2 separate regions of the Mus musculus genome follow, and region 1 is linked to region 2. The links are chromatin contacts, called in public promoter capture Hi-C maps. All regions are on one chromosome and are shown on one strand. The core of a region is the stretch at or near the end of the contact, and the rest is flanking DNA. Distances in the headings are between cores, read along the strand shown.

Region 1 (2,907 bases), core at 107-2,606, 1.3 Mb before region 2:
CGGGGGGTGGGGGGGGGGACACACAAGTAAACTGAAAGATGCAGACGAATATTCTTTAAAGCAGCTAAGTATGGATGAGACCTCTTTTCAGAAGTCTTCATTTTCCTAAATTATAAAGCTGGGTTTATGCTCCCTGTTTCCTTCATCAGCTCGGGAGACGCTTCCTAGGATGGCATATTTAGGAATAGAAACCATTTAAATTCAAGATTTGATATTTTGTCATAAAGCTGAAGCAACACTCTGGGTACTTTTATAAATCAAACAATATTGTCATAATCTGAATACTATTTTTTTTAAATTCATCTCCGTATTTTTCAAATCTAGAAGCATCTTTGGACCTTCAATCGTCCTTCCAAGCTGTATTTCATTCATTAAAGGCACAAAGTACATATAACGCAGTTCTCAAATAGGCATATCGCACTATACGTCATTGGTCAGCAAATGTCTGTCCTTTCCTTTTTTATCATCAACAAGGTGATAACATCAAATAACCTTTATAGAAAACAGAAAACAACTCAGAACTGTCTCAATTAGAAGACTACGCATAAACCAGGAATCCCACATCCAGGCAAAGGGTGTTTCTATTCTGTTTTCCGTCATCAAGGGCATGATATCAATCAACCATATTGGTAAATTAAAGCAATTCATCACTGCAGGTTAGAGGTTGTTGCATCTCACAATACTCTTTACAATTAGCATGCCCTCCCTCCCAGGTGCAACATAATCCCCTTTACCCACCCAAGCGATCCTTCCGGCTCCCCTAGAGGAGGCTCCACTTTTGGGCCCACATTCTCTTTCTCTGTCTTTTTCTCGGAGTCAGATTCTTCCATCGTGCAACAAGTCCTTCACAGTGCCTTCTAAATCCGCAGTACCGTTCTTCTGGCTCACCTGCCTACGCTCAGCACCCAGGGCCCGCGGGGCCTGATCTATCCCTGCCTCCGCCTTTGTCCACTGGGGGGCCGCTTTTCCCACAGTTACCTTTACCGACCCGAACTTAGTCTCCAGGCACAGCCGAGCAGGCCAGCCCAAAGGAGCAAGCGATTCGATTCGGTGCGTGCAAAGGAAGAGATGGAGGAGAGGGAGGGCAAGGTGGATGAGGAGTTGGTCCCGAGTTTGGGCCTCACTCGCCAAGGTCTCAAGACCCAAAGGTAACTTGGTCAGCTTCTGTACAGACTGCAAAGGCTGAGATAACGGAATGAGCGGAGCGGAGCTGCAGAAGCAAAGCGGTCACTGCCTGGTGGCTCCTCCCGACCTCGCTGCCAGTCACGGTCCGCCTGAGGATGCTCTTACTTCCGCGCCCGCCCTTCAGGAGCGCAAGAACCTCACCGCAACCACGCTACTGCAGGCCAGGATCACGTGGGAACCTGCCGTAGTCCCAGGGCCTGTCACGTGCCGCTACCCTTTTGGGGGGGCCCTGGGTTTGCTTGGAAGAATACCATAGAGACTGCTTTAGGAAAGCCAGAGTGCCACCCGCCATCACGTGGCCCGGGCTCTCATTTCCGCGCCATTGGCCCTTAGGGCGGCCTGCGGGCACCTAGACACTGATGGACGCGGCCCCGCCCACTCGCTGCTCAGAGTTAAAGGAGAAGGTTGCAATTTCAGCACCTGCCAGCTAGCCGTTTTCACTACTCCCTATGATTAGGGCCCTGTGCATTTTTGCATTTTGGTAACTTTTCTTCCCGTTAATCCTTATGACAGTTCAAGTAATTAAAAAAGCAATCCATCTAAAGTGTTTTAAACTGTCTTTCCCATAGAAAACTCTCAATAAGTTGTTATTGCCAGGACCAGAACCACACGGAGGGTTTAACACGTCCGCCACTTAACTTTTAAAAGTTGCAAACATAATTTTAAAGTTTCTGATGATCATCATGAGATACTTGCTACATACAGAGTTTTATGTGGAGAAGAAGTGATTTGTCAACCAGCTCTCAAATCTCAACGCAGCAAGTTCCAACCTCAATGACCTAAGAGCTTCTTAGGCTTGGAACTCTTTTAAATGTGACACCAAGGTTACAGGCTGGGAAAAAGAGTGGCATAGGTTGATGCTCCCTTGAAAGACTGAATTTGCCATTCACAGTTTGTAATGGCCTCAACTTTCTCAGCTTATAGGTAATGTCCTCCAGAGGTCTTCCCAACCCATACTCTATTAGAGTACAACAGTCTTTTGAACCTGCAGTAGTTATTTTCTGTTGTATGCTTTTTAATTCATAATATTCCTTTGTAGTTTTTCTTTTGTTGTTGAGATTATACTGTAGACACATTTCTTTTTTCCCTTTTTTCCCTCCAAACCTTGTCATATAAACAACTCTCCTTGCTCTTTCAAAGTCATGGCTTCGTTTTTCATTGGTTGTTGTTATATGCACATATATGTATATACATATATATTCCTAATATAACCCGCTCAGTCTGTATAATAATCTCATATATATGTTTTCAGGGCTGAGCAGTTGGTATTGAAGAACCAGACAGTGTATTCTTCCCTAGGGAAAATTATTTCTCCTGCTCTGGGCATTCCTTGGTTGCCTGTAGTTCTTTGTGTAGAGTATAATACTTACTGACATGGCAATAATCTTGTTTATTTGATCTCTGAGTATAGGATTTCTATTTAAACGCTATAAGGACAAGCACTTACTTTTGAAAAATGTTCTCCTATACACTAGGTTCACAGACCAGAATGTGTGTATATACTCGATATTCACTGAGTACTGTTTTTTTTATAAAGATAAGAACAAATGTGTTAAGGAATTTCTGATTAATAACAGAAAGGAGAAAATGTATGATAGTTCTTTAATATCCACAACACATGAGTGTATTTTGAGAATGAGCATGCCTAGACATTTTTAGGAAGTAAAGCCAATGAAAAGAGAGGAAACAATTGCTACAAAATTTCTGGAGAGGAGAAGGAGA
Region 2 (2,781 bases), core at 55-2,554:
GGGCACGAAGGAGACCACTAAGACTGCAATTATCCGACCACTGACCCGTTTATTGTTCTGCCCAAGTATGGTCTCAAAACATTCAAAGTTGAAGAAATCAGTACGCTGTCCCCGCGTCAGGGATAAACAAGCAAGAGGACCTAGGAAAATGGAAGGTTACTGCTGATCCATCCACAAAGATGGAGTAAATGCAGGGAATAAGATAAGCTCTTTTAACATCTGCGCCAAAAGCACCACGGAAGGACATGGGACAGGGTAGATGATTCAGGCTAGGCTCTAAATTAGGACTACAGAGGAGGAGTGATAGGATTTTTTTTAACTTCTCCCCTTAATAATGCATCCCGATATTCACGTAGCTGAGCGATTTGACAGGGAGACAGAATTTGGGAAAGGGAAGGTACTCTAATGACTCTACAGATTGACCTCTCAAACCTTAGCCCGAAAGCCGCGGGAGCAGGGAAGCAGAGCCCACCTCGGATCAAGAAAAACTAGGGGTTTCATATGGGTCGCTGCAAGGGCTGAGAAGCAGCAAGCGCGCAATAATTATGAGAACAATCTTAGGTGCGTCCCTCTCTCCCACTTTTTAATCTAATCCCCAGCCCACTACCCAATGAACTATGGACTCCCTCCCGCACTTCCCAACCCGCCCACTGCGACGACGAAAACAGAGGCGAAGAGCGATTGGTGGGGCAAAGGCAGGCCCACACGAGGCAGAGGCCGGGGGAAATGGTGTCGCTTTAACCGGTAAGAAACAGGATGGTCTTCAGCTCAGGAAGGATTTACCGGCACCACGACGTTTCGCCATTCGTCATCTCCTTAACGTCTGGTACCTGAGAAGCGTCACAAACGCGGATAGCTAACCCCTTGGTACCGTGTAAGAGCAAGACAGGCAGCCGCCGCCGCCGCCATCTTAACAGGCGGCCCGACCCTAGTCACTGCCCCCCCACCCCCAAGGTATCTCCGCCACCGCCGGCGAATCCCCACGAGGACGTAACCCTGCTCCCGCGAGAACTCACCGGCTAAGAACGGCAGCACCAGAAGACGCTGCTCGCGCCTCCGCAGCTCCTGCACTCAGTAGCCAACCTCGGCCGCCGCCTTCGCGTGATCCCAGGAGAACCTCCACCGGACCAGGAAAAACTGAGCCCAGCCCGTCCCAACCCTCGCTTGCCACCAAACCCCAAATCGCCACCGCTCCGCTCTCACCCCACGCGAAGCGAAAAGCAAATGACGCACAACCTCACGGAGCACTACGGGGCGGAGCCAGCATGCCGCCGCCGGCTCCCGCATGCGCCGTAGGAACTATCGCGATATTACGTTCAGCCTCGCCGAGACCTTCGTAATTCACCGCAGGAGACCGCCCGCGCCTCGCCTTTAGGAAACATGAGATCTCGCGAGACCAGGTGCACGCTCCTAAAAAGGAGAAAGGCGGAGCTTCGTGAAAATGACTGGGAGTTTTTTCGGGGAAAGGGAGGAAGCTCTCGTCCTTTAGGGATCTCGCTTACCACGAGGTTTCCGACCCACTGCGGAGCTTGCTACCAAACCTCGCGATGACACAGCTCAGCGCCAAATCTCGGCCATGTCTTGAAAACTACCTCCGCCCCCGATTTAGGTGTCTGGAGCCTGCCTAGTGCTTAAAAAGTCAACCTGTTTATTCTCACGCTTCCAGCAGGGCTGTACCAATTAGCCAAACTCCATTCCGAAAGCGAAAAGAATGGGTTCCCATTGTTACCTGCCTCGAGGAATAACGTGCTAGTCTTAACTAACGCATAAAAGATGTTCAATTTACAATAAACACACAAATGCAAATGGAAACAATGACACACCAGTTTTTGTGCTCAAAACATGGGGGGAAAAATCTAAAGACCTCTAATATCCATACTTCTTCCTTCGCCGCACTGCAGGCTAACCTGAATCCATCTTTTCACTAAAAGCTCATATCATTAGTTCTACCTCCGGAGTCACCAGTTTTAAATATTGAGGCTTTCCTTACCTTATAACAAAAAAGACCCAATAAAGTGGTTTTCTCCAAACAAAGGCGTCTGCCCTCAAAAGCAAATTCAAGCTTGGGGTGGGGAGAAAGGCGCTTGGAGATTTTAATATGGCAGTTTTTGCATGTCTAACCAACAATGTTTCTCCAATAAATCGGGATCCAGTCTGGCCCGTTTGTGAGCTTTTCCATTCTAATCCATTGTTCTGTCTATTCTAATTTAAACATGCTTCCTTCAGAGTACAGTTTAATTGTACAAGCACCCCCATCTTTAAAAACATTTTCTTGGTTATTCTTAGCCATCCCCCCCTCATAAACTTTAGAATCGTCAAGTTCCAAAAACTTAGTATATTTATTGGAATTGCATCAACTGCTTGAATCAATATAGAAAAATGAATATCGTTACAGAATAGAGGCTTCCTATGCAGAAGCCTGATATTCCTTCTCCATTTATGCAAACGTTCTTCCATTGTATTCCTGAAAGTTTTATAGTTTACTTCCAGATATTTTTATTTTTCTTGAAATTTAGAGTGGGGGGGTTGGTATTAAAATTTCAAAATGTTTATTGCTTATATACAAGACTGTTCATATTTAACTACTGACTTTTGTAATTAGAAAAATGAAAATATGCTCAAACAGCAGTAAAATGAAAGCAACGACATGTGATTTTTTACTGTATAACTGAAAAGATATAAAGATAAGTAACAATTCATGTTGGCATAGCTATGGAAAAATAGGCAATATCGTACTACGTTGGAGAGTGTAAATTATTATGGCCTTTGGGGAAGGAGATT

What was found. Promoter capture Hi-C pulls out the DNA fragments that hold promoters and counts their contacts.
Region 1: a promoter capture Hi-C map of pre-B cells shows a contact between it and region 2, with 4 times the contacts expected there. The contact joins the promoter of Rragb here to the promoter of Huwe1 in region 2. A contact is called at or near these places in 1 of 39 promoter capture datasets (pre-B cells) and 1 of 484 Hi-C or Micro-C datasets (CD4 T cells).

Annotation. Positions count from the first base shown.
Region 1 is chrX:153,138,407-153,141,313 of GRCm38.p6, reverse strand. It overlaps Rragb (Ras-related GTP binding B), which reads right to left and starts at 1,356. Exons shown (of 11, transcript NM_001004154.2): 1 at 739-1,356. The coding sequence starts at 830.
Region 2 is chrX:151,801,805-151,804,585 of GRCm38.p6, reverse strand. Huwe1 (HECT, UBA and WWE domain containing 1) reads right to left here and starts at 1,304. Exons shown (of 83, transcript NM_021523.4): 1 at 1,017-1,304.